Linked DNA regions of Capra hircus: region 2 is linked to region 1. The links are chromatin contacts, called in public Hi-C maps. All regions are on one chromosome and are shown on one strand. The core of a region is the stretch at or near the end of the contact, and the rest is flanking DNA. Distances in the headings are between cores, read along the strand shown.

What was found. Hi-C and Micro-C count contacts between places; a contact is called where the count stands out from the background.
Region 2: a Hi-C map of blood shows a contact between it and region 1, with 2.6 times the contacts expected there. The contact joins the enhancer-like site here to the promoter of CEP85 in region 1. A contact is called at or near these places in 2 of 5 Hi-C or Micro-C datasets (both in blood).

The regions. Positions count from the first base shown.
Region 1 is chr2:9,076,881-9,082,374 of ARS1.2, reverse strand. It overlaps CEP85 (centrosomal protein of 85 kDa), which reads right to left and starts at 1,284. Exons shown (of 15, transcript XM_005676818.3): 1 at 1,149-1,284. LOC102171110 (hyphal wall protein 1) reads right to left here. Exons shown (of 9, transcript XM_005676819.3): 8 at 4,933-4,965; 9 at 3,872-4,254. The coding sequence ends at 4,202.
Region 2 is chr2:9,166,620-9,171,890 of ARS1.2, reverse strand. It overlaps AIM1L (absent in melanoma 1-like protein), which reads left to right. Exons shown (of 22, transcript XM_018056341.1): 20 at 26-184; 21 at 1,265-1,424; 22 at 1,521-1,705. The coding sequence ends at 1,609. It overlaps LOC108637283 (a long non-coding RNA gene), which reads right to left and starts at 4,861. Exons shown (of 2, transcript XR_001918921.1): 1 at 4,579-4,861; 2 at 3,050-3,423. Within about 2 kb of position 1,875, at least 3 of the 5 cell types and tissues checked have an H3K27ac peak or open chromatin away from gene starts, as enhancers often do.

The DNA.
Region 1 (5,494 bases), core at 35-2,534:
AGACAGCGGACACAGACACACTAAGAATCTCACACCATTACACTATTTCCATTGCCTTGATCATTCACTGAACCAGATCTAAAGAAAAGCCAAATCCTTGCCAAGATGTTGCCTTTACAAAGGAGTCCTGAAACACACCACACCATCAGATTATTATAAAACATACAAGGCCTAAGGGCAAGAAATGAAGCATGGTTATCTTAATCGTCCTTGTATCACCACTCCTCCCTTCCTAGCACACAGTATTCAATTCATCAACCAAAATTTACTGAGTGCCTATTTGCCTGGCTCTGTGCCATGTGGTGGAAGTAGACTGGTGCAGACGACAAACAGGGTTCTGATCCTTCCGTTTAATGTGCTGAACACCCTCTATTGAATAAATAAGCTTCAACACACTTTATGTGCATCCAGAGAACCAGCTCCTCCCTGTCTACAGCAGGGATCCTCAATCTTGGTACTACTGATACTGGAGTCGGTAAGTCTTTGATGTAGGGCTGTCCTGCAGGTTGTTCAGCAGCACCCCTGACATCTACCCATCGGATGCCAGGAACAATCCCAGAGTTGTGAGAACCCAAAACGTCTCCAGACACTTAAATAGCTTGTGGAGGGGGAAGCAAAACCGTGCGGGCTCAGAAACTCCATCCTAGCGCCTTCACGAGCGCTCTCGGTCCCTCCGACCTTCCTTCTCTATTCATGCTCCAAATCTTGGCTCAGACTTCGCTTCCTCCGGCAGGGCTCCCCGCCCCCTCAGACCTGTTGGTGCCTAGGGTTCCGCGCTCCGTACTTCTCCACCCGGCACAACCACCCGGTTGACGTCTCCTCTCCCAGGGCTACGCGCTCCTAGAGGGCAAGGAACTTCCCTCCCGCCGTGCCCTGGCGACCGGGACCGGGACTGTACCTCACAGAGGTCCCGCAACTGCTGTGGAATGAGGGATGGAGAGAGCAAGGCGATGAAAGCGGGGGGCGTTATTTCAGAAAGCCGGGGCGTGAGAGACCCAAGGCGGGCAGCTCAGCCGCTCTGCGCATGCTCTTCGCTCTCCCTCGGCCCCCCACGGAGGCAGGTCGACAGTGCCTGAGGCTCTGCCGGGGCTCTCCAAGGAAGGCACAGGGTTTGTCAGTCCAATGAAGGCCCGGGAGAGAGGACTTACGTGGGCTTGAAAGCGGGCAGCAAAACCCCTCACTCAGGAACACCAACCGCGGCGACCGCGTCTGCCACGGACAGCGGCTCGGCCCCCTCACCTTGCTTAACGGCCGTTAACACACCCGCCAGGCCGCGCGCCGCGCGCTCCGCCCAGGCCCCGCCCCTTTCTGCCCATCTGCGACCAATCAGAAGTAGGGTCGCGCGGGTGTCCCGCCCTTGCACGCCGCCCTCGGCGCGGGGAACGGACGGATCTCTCTGCGCATGAGCCAGTCGCGGCTCTGTGCCGTCGCCCCAGCCCCTCTGCTGGTCTCGCTTCTGGGCGGAGCGCTGCTCACCGGGCCCTGAAGTGGCCTTCTTGGGCCTGTGCAGATTGAGAAACTGGGCGCAGCTCATTCCGGGATCCCAGCCTACTCCCATTCCTCACCACCTATCAGTACTCCCACCTGAAACAGGGGGTCACATTGTGACCCGGAGTTAGGCTGTGGTCGGGGTCAGGACTTGATCTGGTTTACATAACAGGCCATGGTCAGTCTGTGACCAGGAGTCAGATTGAAGGGTATGGGATCAATTTTGCCTCCCTACTCAAACGTCCTCCGCTCTCATTTATATTTTAATGGAGATTTTTGGCGCTAATTTCAGAGAATAGTCACAATTTTCAACACAGTTTAAGTTCAGTAGCTTCCTTTTAACTTTATTTTGTTTCATTCTGTTTTCTTTTTGAGATATGTAAGCATAATATAGTCAATGGTATTTCCCCCTTATACTTTGGAATATTTTCTTTTTTTTGCCCCAGCCTGTGGCTTGCAGGATCTTAGTTCCAATCTTAGTTACCCTACCAGAGATTGAACTGAGCCCTCAGCAGTAGAAGCCCCAAGTCCTAGCCATTGAACTGCCAAGGAATTCCCTAGGATATATTTTATTTTAGTTATTTTAAAATATTTTTATTTATTTATTTGGTGGCTTAGTTGTGGCACATGGGATCTTGAGTTGCAGCATGAGATCTAGTTCCCTGACCAGGGATCAAATGTGGAGCCCTGCATTGGGAGCACAGTCTTAGCCACTGGACCACGAGGGAAATCCTGACTGGATATATTTTAAGTGTGGGCAAGGGTTAATACCTTTGTCAACAGGGCTATTTAAAAGCTCTCTCTACTCCAGACTCATAAAGTAAATATAAATTCCCAATGAAATGTAATTAATTGTACCAATTTAATGTGTGTGATTTTTATGTACATGAAAAAATATGGATTGATCATTTGACTTAATTTTTTTTCTGGAGCTGTTAAATCATTAAATAATAAGAAAAGATTTTGCAAATGAAATGTTAAAGACTTTTAATTTAGTTGCTTGTAACAACATATTTCCCCAAGAAATTAATTTCTAAAATGATTATCAGTCAGTTCAGTTCAGTCTCTCAGTCGTGTCCGACTCTGCGACCCCATGAATCGCAGCACGCCAGGCCTCCCTGTCTATCAACAACTCCTGGAGTTCACTCAGACTCAATGTCCATCGAGTCGGTGATGCCATCCAGCCATCTCATCCTCTGTCGTCCCCTTCTCCTCCTGCCCCTAGTCCCTCCCAGCATCAGAGCCTTTTCCAATGAGTCAACTCTTCACATGAGGTGGCCAAAGTACTGGAGTTTCAGCTTTAGCATCATTCCTTCCAAAGAACACCCAGGACCGATCTCCTTCAGAATGGACTGGTTGAATCTCCTTGCAGTCCAAGGGACTCTCAAGAGTCTTCTCCAACACCACAGTTCAAAATGATTATAGATACAAATAAAAGCAGTATTTTTTAAATGAAACAACAAAATAGGCATAGGGCCTTCTTGGGATTTTGTGAAAGTACCACCTCTGTCCGCCTCTAAAGCCTGTCCTGCTTTGTGGTTCACACAAAGCAGTGGTGCTTCCTGCCTTCAACTATCCTCTCTGCAGGGTCAAAGCCTGTGTTTTGTGTGCTGTTGAATTCCCAGTAGATTCCAACCTGTTTTTGAATGAATAAATCGTAGCACACTGTTGCCTATATCCACCCTCTGTTAGGAAAGGGGAGTTAATGAGGCTGGAAATAATGATCAGAATAATATTATATTCATACCGGCGGTGCTGTGCTTAGTCATTCAGTCGTGTCTGACTCTCTGCAATCCCATGGACTGTAGCCCGCCAGTCTCCTCTGTTCGTGGAATTCTTCAGGCAAGAATACTGGAGTGGGTTGCCATGCCCTCCTCCAGGGGATCATCCCAACCCAGGTCTCCCACATTGCAGGCAGATTCTTTCCCATCTGAGCCACCAGGGAAGCCCGTGAGTACTGGAGTGGGTATCCTATCCCTTCTCCAGGGGATCTTCCTGACCCAGGAATCAAACTGGGGTCTACTGTATTGCCAGCAGATTCTTTACCAGTTGAGCTACCAGGGAAGCCCTATTTTGACACATTAAATCCTAATTCTGAAATTGAATAGTTCTTGCTCATTCTGCAGAAGAAAGGAGTCTTGGAACCAGTTGGCCATGGCCCAGCAACTCAGCTAGAATGAGAGTCATGGAGTCCCCATGTTGAAGCAAAGATCATCTGGTCAAATTCTTTCATCTTACAAATAGAACCGAGACCCACGGAGAACAAAGTTACTTCTCACCTGTATGTACACACACACACACGCGTGCACACATGCACAAACACATACACCATTCCTCATAAAGCCGCGAAGCTTTGTGGTCTGATAACAGAAAAGGAGTCAAATAAAGTAGGAAAGTTCTGTGTTGTTTATTGGCCATAACCTTTGCCTACACCTTACCATATTGAGCAGTCCAAAGCTACCCTTGGAAGAGTTCCAGAGATGGGAAGGGAAGGTGAAATGAAGCACACTGCCCAAGGTTCAGTGGTCACAATCCTTACCAGACAGTTTAGTAAGTCACACATGGATTCCATCTTCACCCCCAACCTGTTTGGTCCCTAACAAGAGGACAGACTAGTTGCCTTCCCCCATATCTTCCTCAACCCTACCCTTGCCTCAGGCCACTAAACTAAAGGCTAAGGACTAGAGCTTCGGGGGAGTATCTGGATAGGATTTTATCCTAGCATCCAGCCTATCACCGTGAGAAGAAAGATGGCCATCCAGGATCCTGCAGGAAAGAAAGAAATGATTTTAAAGCAGAATTAGGTGGCTTTGTGAGCCTGGGAAACATTTTAGGCTTAAACACTCTACTGTGGAGATTATTTAGTAAGTCATTCAGGCATTCTTTCAACAAGCTTTCCTGGGGCTCCCTGTGTGGCCCTGAGCACTCAGACAGTTGGAGAGCATCACTGACTCAATGGACATGAGTGTGAGCAAACCCCAGGAAATAGGGAAAGACAGGAAAGCCTGGCATGCTGCAGTTCATGGGGTTACAAAGAGTTGGACACGACTTAGTGACTGAACAACAGCTGTGCGGCAGTTCCACTGCTGGTCTGGGGGTGAGACGGATGGAGATACAGAGATGAACTCTCCAATCATTGTGGACTCCACTCAACCCCCTCACTTGTTATTACCTTCCTGGCCTTGTATCTTGACATTTCAACCCCTACTCTAAATCATTTCTGGATAGCCTCAGGTTCTGATAAGGGATAAAACATTATGACTACAAACAGTCCCCAAATGACAACTATGCCATGTATAGCTGAGAAAGCTAAGACTTAGGGTAAATAACTTCTCCCAAGTCCCATGCTATTGAGCAGAGATAAGATCCAAGACCAGCCAGTGTGCATCCCCAGACCCTGGTGCAGCCCTCAGAACTTTGTCATGGCAATCCCTGGGTACCAACCTGCCAGACTCCTGGGGCTGGAGGCACTGGACTCTGAAACCACAAAAGAAGAAAGATTAAGCTTAAACTTTTTAGGCTTAAACACTTTACTCTGGGGATTATTTAGTGTCATTTATGCATTCTTTGTGGAGAAGGAAATGGCAACCCACTCCAGTATTCTTGCCTGGAGAATCCCAGGGACAGAGGAACCTGGTGGGCTGCCGTCTATGGGATTGCACAGAGTCGGACACAACTGAAGCGACTTAGCAGCAGCAGCATGCATTATTTGATTAAGCAAAAGGACCATTTCTCAAAGCATGGGCTCAGAAGGTTGTGAGGATGAACCTTCTGCCTCTAAAGAATGGACTTACTAAGAAGACCCTCACTTTCCTGTGAGGATCAGAGCTTTGAAAGGTTGTCACCAAACAGAGAAAAGGGAGAGATGGTTTCAGACTAGCAGGAGGGTTTACAAAAGCAGACTGGCACAAGGGACAAACAGACTAGGTGAAAATGGGTCTGGGGTGGGCAGAAAAGATGAGAATTTGAAGAAAAACGTTTAATGAATGAGAAAAGGAACCAGGAT
Region 2 (5,271 bases), core at 626-3,125, 89 kb before region 1:
ACTCTCGACTCCCCCCACTCACCAGCGCCGGGCTTATTTCCGCCTCTGGAATGCGGCACTGGGGGGATTCCTGACTGTGCCGGACCACGTGGAAGACATGAAGGCGGGCCGCGTGGTGGTCTCTGAGCCCCGAGCTGGAGGCAGCAACATCTGGTTCTACGAGGATGGGCTACTGAAGAACCAGGTACTGGTTTCGGGGCTGGGACAGCGACATCAGGGCCCTCAGACCCTCACAAGCCCACCTTCAGGAGTCCCAGCCTGTGCTCAGTCGGAAACAGGAGCCAGTCTTGGGCCAGAGAGGCAGAGAGATACAGACACCGGGACCCTGGGGAGCTGGAGAAAGCAGGCTGTGTACCCTTGGGCAATTCAGGCTCTTCCCTGGGCCTCTGTCTCATCTGCAAAACAAAGCGGCTGGGCCAGAGGCTTCTAAGGGACCTCCCAGCTCTGATAACCTGTGACAGATCTGGGTCCTATTATTAATGACAGATTTGGGAATTCTCTGGTGGTCCAGTGCTTAGGACTCGGGGCTTTTACTGCCAGGCACCCGGGCTTGAACCTGGTTGGGAAATCAGATCCCACAAGTCATGAGGCATGGCCAAAAGGAAATGATAGATTCATTGCGCAAATCTTTCCTGAACACCCGCCATGTGTTTGGCCCTCCTGAAGCTTGCTTCCTAGTGGGGAGAGAAAGAAACGGCTTCAATGAGTCCTAGGCGTTGAAAAGTGCTTGGAAAAATACATGAAGAAAGGAAAATAGGGAATACCAGTATCTCTGACAAGGGGAGCCCTTCCTGAGAAAGTGGCGGTGGAGGGGACACCCTGCAGATGTCTTCCTTATGAACATCATGATGTCTTCACGTGAACATCGCATGGAATCCCTAGAGGGCACTAGAGGGCAGGTCCTATTATACTTCCCATTTTATAGGTAAGGAAACCAGAGCAGAGTTTAGTAACTGGCTGAAAATCACATAGCCAGTAAGTATGTGGATGTTTGCTGCTAAAGCCTGTGTTTCAAGAGTCAGTCATGGAAGTCTTCCTGGAGGAGTTCATATTTTCCCAGCTCTTCGATGGTTTCTCACATTGAACCAGAACCCTTTCAACAACCATCCCCCCAGGAAAACAGAGCTCAGAAAGATCAAGACGTTTGCCCAGAGTCACAGTCCACGAGAGCCAGAAATTCAAAGCTGGGTGTATCAAAGTTGTCTTAGGTTTGGCAGAGTCCCTGGGGGAGGGCCGGTGCCTGACGATCTCCTGGGGGCCTCAGGTGGCCCCCACCATGAGCCTGCAGGTGATAGGCCCCCCCAGCACAGGCTCCAAGGTGGTGCTGTGGGCTGAGAGCCGCCTGCCCCGCCAGACATGGAGCATCAGTGAGTCGGGCCACATCTGCAGCCAGATGTTTGAAGGTCGGATCCTAGATGTGAAGGGTAAGTTGGGCATGTGTGTGGGAGAAGGCCCCTGAGGGCAGTGGAGTCCCCAGCTCTTTCTGACCATCTCCCCGTCTCTTACCCCATCCCCTGCAGGCGGCCGGGGCTACGATCGGGACCACGCAGTGCTGTGGGAGCTGGCCAAGGACAGGGCGTCCCAGATCTGGACTGTCCATGTGCTTTGAAACCTCCCTGCCACCCCCCAGCCCTGGAGGCTCTCCCTGGGATGACATGTTTTTATAGGGTTTTTTGTTGTAACATAAACTGTTTTATACTATGTTCCCAGGTATCCTTGACACTGCACCTTGATATTTGGGGTGGGGGGCGGGAGTGAGGTTTTATTCACGTGCCTTCTGACTTGCCTAGGCTCAGGTGGGCTTGCTTCTTCCCTCCTTCCGGTTCGGGCGTTCAGATGCAAGGCCTCCCTCTGCCACCAGAGGGAGCCCTGGGACCAGACTGACTGCAGAGTGTGACCTTGTCACCGCCTCCCTGAAATGATGTGTTCCCGGAGCGCGGGCTATGGGAGCACGAACATGAACCAAGCCTTGGTCCCTGTGCTCAGGCAACCCACAGTCCAGTGGAGGATTCCAACGGGTAGGGTGATACATTCAGTGACAGGCAAAGAAAGGAAGTGGAGGCATGCACAGGGGAGGACTTGAAACTATATTTAGAGGCACAAGGCATGGAACGCTGCCCGGAGGAGGGAATCCTCACCTGCGATGTGGAGAATGAGAAGGAGTCAGCCGGGCTAGAGGATGGCAGAGGGGTGCAGACAAATTCAGGGGTGGAAGCCTGGAAGTCCAGTGTGATGGGGGCAGGGTGGGCCGGGCGAGAGAGGCGAGTGGGAGCCACACCTCAAAGGGCCTTGCTCGCCAGAGCCTCTCAATTTCTCCCAACCCTGGTCTCAGGCCCTAAAGGTTTGATCTCAGTCAGATAAGCCGGGACAGGGGGTCTTGGTCCCTAACCCGGCTCAGAGAGGGCAGGACATAGTCCTTCAATCTAGCAGACCCTTGGCCTCTTGGCTGAGATCCTCCAGGAAGAGGCAGAGATGGGGACTTCTCCAGGGTCCCTTTCCCTCTCTGTTGATCCCAATTCCAAGAGGGGTACGAGTGGTTAGAGCAGCTGTGTGTCCTTCCTGCCTCCTAACCCATGGGTAGGTGGGAAAGAGACAGACAGCGGCCTCTTCACCTTTCTCAGCGCCCCCGTGGTTGGAGGCGTGACGACAGGAGGCTGGCTGTGAGGGAACCGCTAGAGGTTGGGCGGGCAGTTCTCTCTGACTCTGTTGTTCAGAAGAAACTCAGGTAATGGAGTGGGGGACTTGCCTCTGCAACTGTGGATGCCCAAGGTCTGGGTGGGTGTATGTGGGTCCTCTGGGACCTCCCTTCCTGAACTCCCAGGCACCGGTGACCAAATGCAACTAAAGAGAGGGTGACTACGGCAGGTTCTGGGCTGGGTCCTTTCAAGGGGATCCAAATGGGTAGGGCCCCAGCTTCCAGGCTTTGGGGCAGGGAAGGTGGGGTGTGAGCTCCCTGGTGCCACCTCTCCTGCTGATGGGGACACAGGCAGCCCCTGGGTGCTGGCTCTTCAGGTCTGGTGATGTCCAGTGACCACACGTAGGACCCTGCTCCAAGTACACAACAGCTTTATTGACCCCCAGCTGGGAGGTGCTTCCTCCTCCATGTCAGAACCTCCCTGTGTCAGCCATGGGCCCCACCCCAAGCTCTGCCCATCAATTCCTATAACCTGCTCATCTCTAGCATCAGCACCTCCCAAGGATTGGGGGTGCTTCTCCTGCTAGTGACGATGGCCGCTGTCTTGGGGGGGCATGAGATGAGGGCTGGGGCGTGTCAGCTCAGGTGAGGTGGAAGAGCTGGATGAGGGTATTGGTCAAGAAGAAAAGGATGCTGCCACCGGCCAGGCTGCTGAAGGCTGGGGAGCCACTTTGGGGTTTCTTGTAGGTGGTGAAGGTGCGGTTGCTTCCCAGGACTCCGGTTTGTATCTGCAAGAGAAGAAGTGGGGCAAGCCCGGGGAGGGGTGAGTCTCAGGTGTGTTGTTTAGAGACCCAGTTCTCCCACCCCCAGACTGTAGCCCCCGGTTCCCTGTCCTGAGGGTCGTGACTTCTGCCGCAACGTCCTGTGGGGAGGGCTGGCGGCTTCGGGCCACAACGGAGGCAGGGTCAGAGGCAGTCCCCGGTCTGTGTGCCCTGGAACCTTCCTTTCATGTCCACCAGGCCACCCGTACCTCCAGCATGCAGGAGATAGGGAAATCTGTGGCTCCAGGCCTTGACCTTGATAGCCCAGCCAGGGCCTTAACCTCTCTGAACTGCAGTTTCCTCGTCTAGGGATGGGAAGAAGAGCCATCATAGTCGTGGGGGAGGTCACGGGAGACCAGCTGGAGAGAAAGCACCTGGTAGAGTGTGGGTGGGTGGAGGTAGGGAGGGTGTGGCTTTTTCCCCCAAAGAGATGGCCAGATGGTGATCAAGCTGTTCTCAAAGCCTGATCACTCTGCAACTAAAGCTGCCCTTGATGGAGATTAAGCTGTTTCTGATGGTGACCAAGGTGTCCCTAATGCTTGATCAGGCTGTTCTCGATGGAGAACTCGATGGCTCCCTTCTCCTCTACTGAGAATGCTGCCAAAGCTGCCTCTTGGAATAGCAGTTGATCTTGAGACTCTAGCTGTTTCTGGAATGGGAGATTTCTATCTTCTTAGCATTGCCAAACACTCAGGCTCCTCACCCGGGGTGGCGGTTCCTTGCTATCTCCATCAGGCTCCGTTTGAACCTCTCCCGGCCCCCCTCCTAACAGGACCATTTCCCCAGGTTCCCTGTGGGGTGATGCCATTGTCACTCAGGGCTGTCTTCCCAAGCCTCTTCATCCCCTGTTATTCCACAACACCCTTTGGGGGCCTCAGTATGCTGGCACCCTGTCAGGGTGCCCCAGCCTCAAGTACCAGAGGCAGCAATGCTCAGGGGAAACCTCCCAACAATCTGACCCCAACCAGAAGAACTGGAAGGCTGGGAGCCAGGTGTCCGGAGGCCTTGGTTCCCATGGGAGGAAGGCTGGGTGCCAGGAGCCTCCAGGCCCTCCCCCCGCTGCCAGGCAGGTCTGAGGAGCCTGGGGTGGTGGTTCCAGGGACTCCAGGGGGCTGCTCTTACCTGAACCATAATCAAGAGGCTGATGGTGAAGAGGAGGAAGAGGAAGCCTTTCATCCTGAGAAGCTCTCTGCGGCTGTCTGGGCAGCAGCTTTTGGAGATGAACTCAGGGCTGTCTGCAGGCCTCTTTGGGCTTGGCTGCTTTTGAAGGAGGGTAAAGCAGGGAGGCGGGGTGAAGGGAAAGAAAGGAGGGCCTCTGGGGTGGGGTGGGTACTGCTGCTCTTCTACAGACCTTGGGATTGAGGATGCCAGGCCCCAGCTCCACAGCTCTGGCAGGTGATGGACAGGTTCTGGAGTGGAACTGGGGCACATCCCAGGGCATGGGAGGTGGGCAGACCCAGAGGCAGCTGGAGGGCAGTAAAGAGGGCCCAGGGTTCAGAGTCCTGCAGAGTGGGGATTGAATCTTGGTTTAATCACCTATCAATTCTGGGACCCGGGGCCAGAAACTGTACCTCTCTGAAAGAACTGCCAGAGAATTACAAAATTATAGTATCATTAAAAGGAGATTGAGGCAGGGGATAGGCGCTGAAGGAGGAAAGGCTGGGATAAATTTAGGTTTCAAAGTAAGGTTGTGGACCGTTCCAAGATTCAGAAGAAAGGCTTGGGTAGCACAAAAAGTGGGGTGTGTAGATTTCTGTGAAAATGAAGGTGAAATGTAACAGGAACCCAGAAACCTAGCTTCTAGGTAAGCCCGTT